2 separate regions of the Mus musculus genome follow, and region 1 is linked to region 2. The links are chromatin contacts, called in public promoter capture Hi-C maps. All regions are on one chromosome and are shown on one strand. The core of a region is the stretch at or near the end of the contact, and the rest is flanking DNA. Distances in the headings are between cores, read along the strand shown.

Region 1 (7,402 bases), core at 1,412-3,911, 2.1 Mb after region 2:
TTGGACCAGAGGAAGAAGGCTTTGCCAGTTCTGAGCCTGACCCACAAGGGAAGGCTTTGCAATTTACTATGGGCCTGCGGCCTTGGGCCTTGTCATGGATGTGCACTTGTCAACAACACACACTCATGGTGTCCCTCACTCAGGGCTTCGTCGGCTCCACACGTCTCCTGCCTAAGTCTTAATCACATTAAAAGCTAAATAGTTGGGATGACAGACATGTGATTCCATACTCAATTTAAGGGTGTTGAAATCTTATTTGAGAGTAAAGGCCTTCACATTATGAAAAAAATGATTTGGGATGAAAAACTATATGGAAATAAAGCACAGTCGGAGGAAATGTCAAGTCCTACACACACTGGTGATTCTACGTAAGCAACACGTAAAGGAATAAACCCTGGGAGCCCTGCTGAAGACATGGAGTCAAAAAGAGAAAGAGAATTTGTAGAAAACTGAAACACATCCATGGGAGAAAACACAGACCACACACTAATGGCAACAATTAAGGCCGATTCCTTTAACTGATGGGCTACCAAGCATGGGCTCATGCTTCAGTCTCTAGGTGCCAAAGCTCAGGTGTCATTTTAAAAGGCAAAACCCACAAAGATAAAAATTTACATCAAAGTTAGATAAGGGTCAGCATAACCTCAAAATTTTATTATATTATATATTAATACTTATCATTATCATCTCAGACATAACATGCCAATTATTTTTTGACTTACATCTTCAGTTATTTGAGTTTAAATTTGTATATACATTAATTAGTTTGGTGAATATGCAGACCACAGTCATGGTTGTGGAAATCTCAAATATGTAGCCAGGGTAGACATGACCCACTGGGAGGATAGATAGCTGAGAACTGTCTAAGCAAACACAGAATGAGGTCAGGTCCAGAGGGCATTACCCTGGGCATTTCATTAAGACACAAGTGACTATCATTCAAAAGAAGTCCAACCTCCTTCAACAAGAAGTACAAACTGTCTATACTATCATAGCCATTTTTACTTAGATTTCTAAAGGCAAAAACAAAACAAAATAAACAAACAAACGAAACAAACAAACAAACAAAACCCAAAAAGCCAAAAAGTGGATTAGAGATACTGGCAGCCAGCCTCTTACCTGTATTTTTGACTTAGCCATTAGACTTGTCTTAGTTAGGGTTTCTATTGCTTTAATGAAACACTATGACCAAAGCAAGTTAAGGAGGAAAGGATTAATTTGGCTTATACTTCCACATCATAGTCTCTCCCTGAAGGAAGTCAGGACAGGAACTCAAACAGAACCTTCTGCTGGAGGCAGGAGCTGATGTAGAGGCCATGGAACAGTGCTGCTTACTGGCTTGCTCCTCATGACTTGTTCAGCCTGCTTTCTCATAGAACCTCAGACTATCAACCCAAGGGTAGCTGGGCCCTCCCCAACAGTCATTAATTAAGAAAATGTCCTACAGCCTTGCCTACAGGTTCATTCCATGGAGGCATTTTCTCAACTGAGGCTCCCTCCTCTCAGATGACTTCAGCTTGTGTCAAGTTGACATAAAACTAGCCAGCACAAGACAGTAATCTATACTGTGGACAAAGCCAAGGAATGTAAACTGATGGTCTAGGCCCTTCATTGTAGTACAGCTGATGCTGAGTGAAAGATTAAGCCCAAGGTGGGGTATGACCACTGTGCTGGCAACTGCACAGTGTTAGTCAGGGGAATGCAAGGTAGACAGCAGGCTATGCATAAACATTCCAAACGGTATCTCTCTGACACAGTCCCTCTGCTTCCCCATCCCCCATATTTGGATCTCTTTGGAGGGCCCAAGCTAGGAGTCTAGAAAACACTCAAAAGTCCTCCTCCTTTTTCAAATCCCAGGTGCTATTGTTTAAGCAAGTCCTCATTTAGTCACTGGATCTCTCCTTGGTGCGATAGCTCCAGCTTTGAGCCTCTCACTTTCACTTCTGCGGCACGCTTTACAGCTATTTAGCACCTAGCCTTGCTACACTCAAAATTCTACTGCAAAGACTCGGCAAACCTAGAAATGTGGGGTAGAAGGCTGCGCTGCCAAATCAAACTTCTCAAAACAAACCTAGTGGTCTCTATACTCTGCTGGACATCTCTGAATGGCTCCTCATTTAGGATGTTCGTGTTTCTACTTTACTCGACTTTCCTCTTACTCCAAGATCAGTATAAACGTGTAATTATAAACGTATAAAACCCAGAGGAATTCAATAACTCTTTCAGCTGCAGTCACCATCCATCCACCCACATGATTAGTTTCTGTCCACCTAAGGAAATTCTCTCACCCATATTCAGAGGTGAGAGAATTTGTCCTCTTTTCTAGTACATAAGTGTCAGGTACATCATATGCTGTTCCGTCAGGTCAACTTAACAACTCTTCATGAAGAGTTGGCGAAGTGAGGGAGGGAGGACTGAGCTGGGTTCAGGTCAAGCCTTCCACCACGACTTCTGCACCACCACTTCCTACTGGTTTTAAATCAGATGTTAATGAGAACCCGGTCGCTCACTCCCACTCCCGACCGGATCTATACCCCATCGGCAGAACAGAAAGGCAGCACGGGAGCCCGGCCACCACGTGAGCAACCGTTCACGTGAGCACGGAGAGGCGTGGCCCGAGCAAGTCACGTGAACACACGTGATCACGTGAGTGCTGCCGCTGCCGCTGCCGCCCTGCCTTTGCTTCCTGCTCCGTTCCAGGCTGCAAGCTGATGGAGGACGAGGATGGGGAAGATCGGGCGCTGCTTGGGGGCCGCCGCGAGGCGGACAGCGCAGTCCATGGCGCCCCTCGCGCTCTGTCCGCGCTCTGCGACCCCAGCCGCCTGGCGCACCGGCTCGTGGTGCTGTCGCTCATGTGCTTCCTTGGCTTCGGTGAGCGGGGCTCGGCTGGGGCAGATGATAGAGGGATTCCAGGGTTCGCGCTGCTGCCTGGGCTCGGGAGCCCGCTTTTTCCAAGTGTCTGGAGCGAGGTGACGTTTGTTCCTCCAAGCCCCGGTGTTCAGCAGCTCCTCCCTGGGGACGCAGATGAGAAGGAAACTCAGATCTTTCTCCCGGAGAGCTGTGCTCCCGAGAGTTTCAGAACGTTGCTGGGGGAATTTCAGAGCGTGACTAAGTCCCTCTTCCTCCCTCCCCAGGCGACCCCTCCCATTCCCCAGTGCTTTCCTTTGTATTCTTTTAGAGCTCGGATCCGCTTTGGATAGTGTTCACTGCTAAGTACACCTTAGTAGGAGTCTTTTCTTACCTTTCCTCTGTGAGACAGCCTTGCAGGACCACACTTGTTAAGTTGGTTTCACTTATGAAATCTGATCTGGCGCAAAACACTTTCATTAGCTACTTTTAAAGACACCCTTCCCTCCCGTGTTACAGTTTTTAGTTTACATTGAAACTGTTCGGATTCGTAACAACTGGCTTGGCTTGAAAGAGTGTTTCAGGGGGATCAGATTCAGAAATACATGCACCTGGTTTATAAAAGATACTTTGGGCTTCGGTTTCTTTATTTTTGAGAAGATGGTACTCATTTGCTTTAAAACGTATTGAGCTGATAGTGGTGGCGCCCTTTAATCTCAGTACTGGAAGACAGGGACATGTCTGTGCGCTAGAGAGGCCAGCCAGGGCTACAAAGTGAGATCTTGTCTCAACCAACCAACCAACCAACCATGGTATTGAATTTCTTATAAGCAGTTAAATCCTGAAGGAGAAGTTTCTAGGTTTAGAATCAATAACCAGTAAGCATAGACAAAACACTTGAAGAAATTGTCCCTACTCAAGTTGACAGTTTATTTTTGGTAGGTAGATTGGGCTGAAAGTTTGGGTTTGAGAAACTAGAGCCGCCCTGTCGCTAGCTGCCTTCTCCACCTTTGGACCGCTAGCTTTGTGTATTTACAGAGTCAGCGGGGAAACAGGCAGTGTTACCTTGGGGCTTCTTCAAGCCTGTCAGCTTTCCCCGCTCCCAGGAGACATTGCCAGTTTTCATTTGATCCCTTAGACTGGCGCTTGTGTTGTTCTTGTTTCTAGCCCAGTTTTCACTCAGTTATTTGCTCCTGGGTATTTTTGTTTGTTTTTGTTTGTTTGTTTGCAGGATCAGGATCTATATCAAATACTGGTTTGGTTTGAATCTCTGAGTTACCTCTGCTTTCAAGAAAAGTGAGGACCCAGCTAACGTGCACCTGTAGAGGATGCTTGTAGACTTTTTTTAAGTAAGGGAAATGCAGCGATTTCATGAAGATGTTAATACAGTGATAAGCATGGGAAGAAAGACGGAAACGAAATGATTAAAAGCAGTTGATGTTGACCTCTTTATCAGGTTTCTGGTATATGCTGTGTATGCACACCACTACCTTGTGGAAGTTCTTTGGAATGGTAGATCAGGAAGTGGTGTAAAACAAACACACAAGCAAGAAAAAAAAATCTGTTGTCATAGTGTCAGCCATAGTAAACCTTAAACACCTCCGGGGAGTTACTAGTTAGGAGTTGTAACTTGAAACTCTTATATAGATATTATCATTCCGAGTGAAATATGTGTTCTTCCTTTTTCTAGGCAGCTATTTCTGCTATGACAACCCCGCTGCCCTTCAGACTCAGGTGAAACGGGTGAGTTGATTTTCTCCGTTCTTGTACTGCTTTGCTTTGGAGCACTCACTTACAGATGCTCAGATAGAATGAGCTCTCAGGTGCCCCATCTGAGATGTCCACTTTCTCTTCTAGTGTCTGTTATCACCACACCCACAGGCTGCAGAGATCAAATTTGTTTCTCTAAAGAACTCCTGAATAACATATACATGCCTCGAGATGGTTTTCTTCTTTAGGTAGATAATTATGGACTCTGCCCACAGTGTTACGGGAAATGCTAGTGTTGGTTGGAGCTTTGCACTCCTCTGAACCATTGAGTGAGTGGTGGGACAGCTTTGGCCTTCTTAGATAAACTTTGCTGTTATTTACTTTTATAAATGTGCATACTGGTTGCTGAGTATTGGCCCTATCTGCATTCTTAGTCTGGTTTTGAGTTGTAAAACTGTATTTGATATTTGTTGTTTTTTGGGCATTTAGACCATCATTATGTGCATTTTAAAAAGCCATTAGGCAGAGGAAAAATGCATGGGCTGTCCTTTGCATTCTAGGAGGGGTTAAAGAGGATAACATCTGTAAGACTAGGCAAGGACGATTCTTTTCTGTTTGGGAGGAGTCCATAATGGAGGTGGAAATGAAGAAGGAGGAACGTAGGAGACAGAAAAGGGCTGAGTTGGCCCCCATGCCAGTGACAGGTCCTAGAATCCATGAGGCCTGAGACATAGTATGTGGACTTAAGATGTTCCCAGGTATGGCTGTTATTCTAAGGGCAAGGGTCGTAGCTTCCAGAGTCACAAGGAAGTAACAGTTCACACATGGTTAGGAAACATACCCTGTATAGATACACAGCTGTCACTACGTTTTGTTTTGATTCGTTAATTGCAGAATCTGTGTGGAAAAAAAGTTTTCTTTTCTCTCTATCCAGGACATGCAAGTGAACACCACGAAATTCATGCTGCTGTATGCCTGGTATTCTTGGCCCAATGTAGTTTTGTGTTTCTTGGGTGGCTTTTTGATAGACCGCATATTTGGAATACGGTAAGCTTGCAAAAAAAAGTCAAATTGTGGGTAAATTTAACCTGGTTATTAGAATGTAGGAATGGGCCAAAGTTTTTCTTCAAAGAACTGAATAGACTTGTGTGAATTGACATATGGTGGACACGAAGAGTTGATTTTTGTTTTTAAAGATTGATTTTGGCTCTAGACTCGATCCTTGAAGCCTGGTTGGTTTATTAATTAGGATCAGGCCTAGTAGATGCTGCTGATGGGTCGAGGTCATAAGTTATGCTCTTAAATTGGGTTAGACGAACTTCCTAAGCTTCAGCTCCCCCCCCTCCCCTCAGTAGGGGCAATAATTCCTACCTTACAGGCTTCTACAGGGATTAAGTGAGATATGGAGTTGTAAAGTCTTTGCACATAGGTGGAGATACATCCCTCAGCTCTGGTAAGATTTAAGGATCCCCCCTCCCCCACCATTTCTGCCTGTCTTTGGCCATTGAACTTTTTGTGGCTATGGTCATTTGATGCTGAAGAGGAATAGTCCCTTTGCTATTAGCTTTGTCACTTTTCATCTTTCTCATTGGCTGTGTTTCAAGTGGGACTTAGGGACCATCAGCTGGGGCTCTCTTCAGAAGGCAGAAATGGAGCTGCGGAGTGGTTCTAACTCTTTCTGAGGGATAAGGGTTGAGACAGCCTTGTGTGCTTAGATTTGCTGGGGTTGCTTCTAAGAATCTTAAATAGTTGAGCGTTAAGGAAGTGTTTAGATTTTACTGGGTCTCAAGGGATGATAGAATTAGCTTAAGTTTTAGGGAAACTCTTTCCACTTACATGGAGGAGGAACTCCTTTTAATAGGGGTGATATAAATCTTTGTGGGACGTTGAGTTTTCCAGTTTTAGAGAAGATTCAGGCCATGATTTTAATGTTTTTGAGTGAATTTTAGCTTCAGAAATGCAGTTGGCTCTGATGACTTTTGAAGAGTCTGCTAAGGCTGCTATTATGTGACTCTGGTAAAATATTAATAGACTGTAGTTGGACCTGTAACTCCATTAACTTGGCATAGCCATGTCTTCTAAAAGTAGTTTTTAGTTACCAAGAATTATAAACTTAGAATTATCTACTGTAGAATTTCCTGGAATCAATTCTAAATTGATAGTAAGATAAAGATTTATTTTGTGCACACGCACACATGCCATGTGTGGAGCCAGTACAGGAGTCTGGTCTCCAGGAGCTGGAGTTACAGGCAGTTATGAGCTGCCTGAACCAGGATCCTCCTCAAGAGTAGTGAGTGGTCTGTGCTACTGAGCCTTCTTACTAGTCTCCGGCTCTAAATGCTGCGTAGAGATTTAATAAAGAATTTCCATTTCTAAAGGAGAACTTGGTGAAGATGATTTAAGCTTTAAGAGGTGATAATCGTGTAAACGAACCTGTGTCATTGCTGACCCTCTGGAACCCTGCCAGAACTCTGGCCTTCTGTATGTTAGCATTCGGCCCTGGAAGGTTGCAGATGAGCGTTCACCTTCCTTGGATGCAGAAAAAAGAAAAGAAAGAAAACCAAACTGGTTATTAGTATAGGACTCTGTGATTACCAGCAATAATGTGGAAAAATGACATTTTTCTCTCCCACACAGATGGGGCACAGTTATTTTTAGCTGCTTTGTTTGCATCGGACAGGTAAGAAAAGCCAAAATATTTATTCATTATTTGATAATGACTTTGCAGTCTTATTTAATTAATTCCCGTAGCAAAACTATGCTGAATGAATGAATGGATTGATTTGTTAATTAATCAGGCCCAAGAATGGCCTCGTGGTGGTAACCCTGAAATTACATTGTCTTA
Region 2 (6,793 bases), core at 1,524-4,023:
TCCTGCCTCTGCCTCCCAAGGGCTGGGATTAAAGGCGTGCACCACCACCACCTGGCTTCTCCAGCATTCTTAGATTCCATCTTTGCATTTTCTACATCATTGTCAGCTCATTTGTGCTGAGACACTAGCTTCGACCTTGTGTCCTAAGAGATTTCAGTTAGACTAGGCAGGCCCAGCCTTCAAGCTGTACAGATGAGCTACTGGCACTCTGTCCTGGTGGAATTCCTGAGCAAAGAGCCCGGGATCATGAACAAATCAGTTATGGTTTTAAATAGCTATATTTGGGGGTGATTTGTACATAGCAGTAACTGAAACAGTACTGAAAGTATAAAGAATGTATAAAAAAATTGTTGGAAGAGAATGGAATTTTAAAAGTAGCACGAAAGCAAATTGAACAAACAAAATAGATGAGAGAAAAAAATACGTAGTAAAATGATAGATTTAACCCCAAATATAGTATGTTCAACCGGAGACATGAGGGCTGCATGTGTGTGTCCCAGGATTAAGTTTGGATGCAACCCAACATAAAACCATAAATTTACTTAAAACATTGTTTTTGCAAATATTTTTGGTAATCATTAAGTTAGTAGGTAAAGTTGGGACAGTTTTAAAACGTTGGAAATACTGCAATCTTATTATAGTTTTTTAAAAATAGTTTAATTTTGCTTATATACTAGTCTTTGAATTCTGTCCCAACCTTTCCACTTTAGTCTGAGGGCCTTTACTTGATGCAATTTGAAACAACACTGCTGGGTGATCATTAATCTGGGTTAGCAGTGCCATAAAACTTGGGAACCACAGCCTCTGCTTAGCCTGTTTTTCCAGGATCCCCTTTTTTTTTTTTTTGAATAAGTACGATCTTTTAATTTTTTTTCTTAAATTCGGATTATACAAATTTAATGTTTATTTCCAACTAAAAAAACAACAACAACAAAAAGCTATTGAATACATGAAGTTACAATCCAGATGCCAGTTTCATGTATATTTTTGAGGTTAACTCTCGGTTCCCTAAGTCTCTATGAGTGCAGGGCGTGGGGTCTGGGTGATGAAGGTCGTAGTTCTAAACCTAGTACACGCTCGGCGCGGAAGAGGCGCTCTGACTTGTTAAATGAATTAGTCACTACGTGATCCGTGGGCTGCAAAACACGCGCATAGGCATCTCTATTGTCAAAACCCTAACATTGGCTTCCCCTAGCGGAGGCTGTCCGGGAACAGGCGGCGGGGCGGGCTCAGCCTTCCCGCCCGTACGGCGCGGGGCCGGCGACCCCGTCTGGAGGCAGCGGCGGAGGCGGCCACTCGCTTCCCCCTCGGGATCTGGAGGCGTCTTGAAAGGAGGCAGATAAACAAAGGCAACCGCACCGAAACCGGCCGTTCCGTCTCACAGCCTCTCTCACATCGCGTGCCCGGGTGTCCGCGGAACACGGTGACCCTGCATCTGTCCGCAGGCAGGTGGAGTCCGCCCCACGCGGCGCGCGCCTCCTCTCCTCGCAGGCTCACGGGGGGTGGGAGGTAGCCTCCCCGGCCTCGCGAACCGTCAGAGCCTCGGGGACCCTCGGCCGCTCGCGAGCGGACACTCCCCTCCCTCCTCCTCCTCCTCCCCGGAGCGCCGAGCCGCCGCGCGCCCCTCCGTCCGGAGCACGCGCACGGGAGGCGGGGCCCCAGCTTCCCGGCACTCACTGATCGCCCGGCCCCCTCACCCCACCCCACCCCCTCTCGGCCCCGAAGCTCCTCCCTCCCCGAAGACGAGCCGGCCCGGGGGAGGAGACCGGAAGCCACTTAAAGCAGAGCTGGAGCTGACAGGCGAGCGAGCTGGAGCCTCGAGAGCAGTTGCGGCTTTCAGCGCTCAGGTCCGCGGAATGGCCCGCGCGCCGCTCGCCGCGTCGGCCGCCCACGACCCCTAGACACCGGCCCTCGTCCTCGGCTCGGACCGCTGGCGCAGAGGCGGCCCTCCACGCCGCGCCTGGGCTGCGTTCGAAGGGCGGCTTGCCTGAGGTAAAAGGGGCTGGGGGGTGGGCAGCGAGCGGCGGAGGGACCCCCAGCGGGATGGCGGGCGCCAGCCTCGCCGCCCCGAGTCCCCGTCGGGACAGCGGCGGATCCCTAGACTGCCCGGGAGAGCTGAATGCGCTCGCGTCCGTCGGTGGCGGGGTGGGATCGGGTTCAGCGCCGGGAGCTGGGCAGGTGGATAGATGGACTGGCGCCGCAGGGCTTGCGGGGCCGCCCGCGACTCCTCTCGGGGGGTTGCAGCCGGGGCAGCCCCTGCGGGAGGGCTCGGCGCTGCGGGAGCGTTCCGGCCGGCGCGCGTTCCGGGCTGCAGCCCAGAAGTTTGCAGGCTGTGTTCGAGTTAACTTTGAGTGCCGCACCGGTTCCCCTTCCTTTTCCCCGCCACCCGGAGTGTCCGCTGCGGCTCGGCCCTGCAAGCTCCGGGACTCGCCAGCCGGTCCTCGGGAAGGAGGCAGGGCCGGGGTGGGGGGGAATTCATTGTGGACTCGCCTTGAGTGGCTTCGGGGAGGCGGGGAGGTCGGGTCCTGAGGAAGGTGGGCCGGGAGTGAGGGGGCGCCCGGGTCCCTGAGGACAAGGTGAGGGCGGGGATGCTCACCCTCTCGGCGAAGTGCGGAGCCCGGTGGAACGGGCGCGGCGGGAGGTCGTGGCTGCGCGGAGCGCGGCCGGCAGGAGGCGTCGCTCGGACCCGGGCGTCTCACTCCTTGGCTGTTTGGAGCCGGCGGTTTCCATGGAAGGTGTGACCAGCTCGTGGTGCCAGACGACCGGGGCGTCACGAGGTGAAGGGTGGCGCGATTGGGTTGCCCGCTGCGGGCGACCGGAGGAAACGACCTTCCAATCTTTTTATTTTTCTGTTATGCAAACTAATTGAGGAACTGGTGGCTTCCGCACTCCACTCCTCTGCTTCCTAGTTGAGTTTCCGAGTTTGGTGGAGGGGCAGTAAGAGGAAAAGTTGTGTGCGTGCGAGTGTGTGTGTGCGTGCGTGCGTGCGTGCATGTGCGTGTGCAGAAGTATAAATAAAATCGCTTTAGTATTTTGCCTGGATTGGTGTGATAGGAGGGGATAGTGTGCGTGCGTAGGGGAAGGCACAGGCGGGTTAGATACGGAGAGGGAATACCACAATCTGTGCCAACTGAGCCTTGAGGCAAGAGCACCGAATGATGAATAATAACGCCTGGCTTGGCTGCTTTCCAGTTATTTATGTCTCATGTCAGATCCCTCCTTCGTGAGGCTTTCTCTAACAATGCCAGCTCATACTGAACTCAAATATTTATTTATTTAAAATAAATAAATCTCTTTTGTACTTAGACTAGCACTTTGTTCCATGCCTTGTGTTTTTCTGAGTTTTGATTATTCAGCACTTTTGTATACATAGACTTATAAATCCCTCCTAGATCTTTATATTCGTTTTTTAAAGCACGAAGTCTTACCATTTTGGGTTTTGACCTTCAACCAAGAACAAAGCATCTAATGTGTGCCTTTTCTAAAGTAATTCAGCCACAAAATACAGACATCCTCAGTGGTGAACAGTGCTAGGTACTATACTGGACTCCTAATGCATGCTTGATTAAATCATAGGTTCTTACATCAAGGAGTTCTTTCAGTCTATTGGACAAGAAAAAAGACCATTAATTGCTCATCACTGTCCCTTCTCATCTGGAACAATCTCAGTAAATACCTGGAAATCTCAGTCATTTTAAAGGATCTGGTTCTTGAAAGGAAAAAAAATTCAGATTCTGAAATTTGGTGTTTTTTAATATTTGTATTTTTTTGGTTATAATATACTTTCATTTGTTTTTTTTTTTTAAAGTGGATAAGTGTAACTTTTCTAAAGACAAGGACCCTTTGTATAATCGTGCTGTATTAAGTTTCTAAGGCACGGTACAGTGGTTGTTGAAGTTAGGCATATCCTGATATTCCTTCAGGAATTTTTTAAAAATTTAGAAATCTTTAACATTCAATAATTAAATACTAGAACTTTCAGAATGTAAAAACATTAGCAGGCTTCTGGCTTTCTCTTGTATCACAATTCACTTGAAAGCTTCTGTGTCTATCCTTACACACATACACACACACACTAGTTCTTTCACTTTTTAACCTTTTAAGTTTATCCTTTTGATGAACTTTCCTCCCAGTGAATTTTGTTTTTTGCAAACTCATGGGACAGATCATAAACAACTGTAAAGGGAACCACAAAGCTAAGCAAGAGATGTGGTTTCCCTGCTTCATCTTCTAGAAAAAGACAGTTATTTCTATCTTACAAAATAAAGTCATACCCCAGTAGAATCACACAGCACTTGCTCTGTCTCCCCCTCCTCTGTGTGTGTGTTTATCAATTATTAAGTCAATACATAAGTATTGAAAAATACATTCTCATCTACTATTATCTACTATTATGCAGATTTTTGCATAGCTTTTGAATCTTCATTTCTCAGTTTAAAAAAAGAAAATTGACCTGTAAGAGCTAACTATAATGCAAGCAGTGATTGCAGATAGTTAACCATAGACTAACGCAAAATGTTTTAATGAATGAATGGGTTCAGTTGTCAGTTTTTAAATGATCATCTTTCTTCCTTTCCTGGTAGGATTTGTAGATACTGAGGCACAGTTGGGAGTTAATCACATCATGGAAGTGGAAACCACTGAACCTGAGCCAGACTGTGTAGTACAGCCTCCTTCTCCTTCTGATGACTTTTCATGCCAAATGAGAATTTCTGAGAAGATCTCTCCATTGAAAACGTGTTTTAAGAAAAAACAGGAACAAAAAAGATTGGGAACTGGAACCCTGAGATCCTTGAGGCCAATATTAAATACTTTGCTAGAATCTGGCTCACTTGATGGAGTTTTTAGAGCTAGAGACCAAAACAGAGATGAGAGCAGCTTACATGAACATATAGTGAAAAAACCCCTGGAAATCAACCCATCGTGTCCACCAGCAGAAAACAGTATGCCTGTCCTGATTCCTGATGGGACAAATGTTGAGGGCCAATTACCAGAAGCGCATCCTTCTACAGATGCTCCAGAACAGGGGGTTCCAATCCAAGACCACAGTTTTCCACCAGAAACCATCAGTGGGACAGTGGCAGATTCTACAACAGGACACTTCCAAACTGACCTTTTGCATCCTGTTTCAGGTGATGTTCCTACAAGTCCTGACTGCGTAGATAAAGTTATGGATTATGTACCAGGAGCTTTCCAAGACAATAGTTTTACAATCCAGTACATTTTGGATACCAGTGATAAGTTGAGTACTGAGCTCTTCCAAGACAAAAGTGAGGAAGCTTCCCTTGAGCTTGTGTTTGAACTTGTAAACCAGCTACAGTACCATACTCACCAAGAGAATGGAATTGAAATTTGTATGGACTTTCTGCAAGGCACTTGCATTTATGGCAGGGATTGTTTGAAACATCACACCGTATTGCCCTATCATTGGCAGATCAAAAGGACAACCACTCAGAAGTGGCAGAGTGTTTCCAATGATTCTCAGGAGCACTTGGAAAGATTTTATTGTAATCCAGAAAATGATAGAATGAGAATGAAGTATGGGTATGTATTATAACAAGTTAAAAATTGTTACATGTTCTAATGAAGCTGAAAGTTTGGTATGGTGGTTTCTTTCAGTAGTGTACCAAGTTTTTTGTTTTGTTTTTTTCTTTTATGACTTTTATGCTATTCTGATTTTTCATAGTGTTTAAATTTTAATGTGGTCTCTTTACCTAACCAAAGAAACATTTTATGATTTGAACAATTTAGATGTCATTCTGTTTAGTATGTATATGTTTGAATGAAAGTTGTACATACATTTGAGTGTTGAGAATCAAGTACTATTTTAACTGTAATCACTTGCCTTTAAAAAAAATCCACTGTGAATCTTACATACTAAACTTACCTAGTTTTTAAATTTTTATGAGTTGAGTAGCTTTTTTTCTTTTTTAAATATAGAAACTAATATTTGGAGCTCTTTTACTAAACATTTTATATCAGTAATTCAGAAGTTCTTCATTCGTACACAGACACATGCTATTTTGATTTTTCAAGGTGTTGGAATGTGTGAGTGTTCTGCCTGCGTGAATGTATGTCCACCTAATACTGCAGAGGCCTGAAGCGGGTGTTGAATACCCTGGCATGGTTACAAACGGTTTTGAGCCTCAACAAGGTGCTAAGAACTGAACCTTAGTCCTCTGCAAGAGGCCCCCTTTTCTTAAAAATAGTTTTAATAAGGTATTGTCCAAGAACTCGATTGCCCCTGAGCTACCAATTCTAATTGTTATGTCAAGAGTTTATGAATTCGCCAGGTGCACGCCTTTAATCCCAGCACTTGGGAGGCAGAGGCAGGTGGATCTCTTGAGTTCGAGGCCAGCCTGGTCTACAGAATGAGTTCCAGGACAGCCATAGCTACACAGAGAAACCCTGTCTCGAAAAAAAACAAAAACAAAAACAAAAAAAAAAAAAAAAGAAAAGAGTTTGAATTCTCAAAGCCACTCGAATCCTTCCATCTCCAGATTACAGAACACTTGAGAGCATTGGCCTCTTCACTGATGAAGCAGATTTCAGTCCACTGAGTACTGGAACATTTTGGTACATGAAGTTTCTGTTTGATTTAGTCATAAGGAAACTAGCAGAGTCATTGTCTTACACATTACACTGTTACTGTAAGCAAGTCAAGACAATCATTTTGGTCCCAGAAGGTCCAACAATTCTTTGATCAATAACATATTGGACATTTATATCTTTAAGATCTTTTTGCTTGAAAAGTAGACAGATTTAGAGCCTTTTGTAAAAACTATAGGATCAG

What was found. Promoter capture Hi-C pulls out the DNA fragments that hold promoters and counts their contacts.
Region 1: a promoter capture Hi-C map of liver shows a contact between it and region 2, with 4 times the contacts expected there. The contact joins the promoter of Mfsd1 here to the promoter of 4931440P22Rik in region 2. A contact is called at or near these places in 4 of 39 promoter capture datasets (liver, neutrophils and pre-B cells), 2 of 484 Hi-C or Micro-C datasets (B cells and CD4 T cells), 1 of 115 datasets of contacts at active chromatin or transcription factors (astrocytes) and 1 of 9 other capture datasets (liver).

What each region holds. Positions count from the first base shown.
Region 1 is chr3:67,580,107-67,587,508 of GRCm38.p6, forward strand. Mfsd1 (major facilitator superfamily domain containing 1) reads left to right here and starts at 2,662. Exons shown (of 16, transcript NM_025813.3): 1 at 2,662-2,871; 2 at 4,538-4,590; 3 at 5,492-5,604; 4 at 7,195-7,237. The coding sequence starts at 2,712.
Region 2 is chr3:65,526,641-65,533,433 of GRCm38.p6, forward strand. It overlaps 4931440P22Rik (RIKEN cDNA 4931440P22 gene), which reads right to left and starts at 2,774. Exons shown (of 2, transcript NR_027955.1): 1 at 2,597-2,774; 2 at 843-2,525. Tiparp (TCDD-inducible poly(ADP-ribose) polymerase) reads left to right here and starts at 1,807. Exons shown (of 6, transcript NM_178892.5): 1 at 1,807-1,992; 2 at 4,584-5,544. The coding sequence starts at 4,625.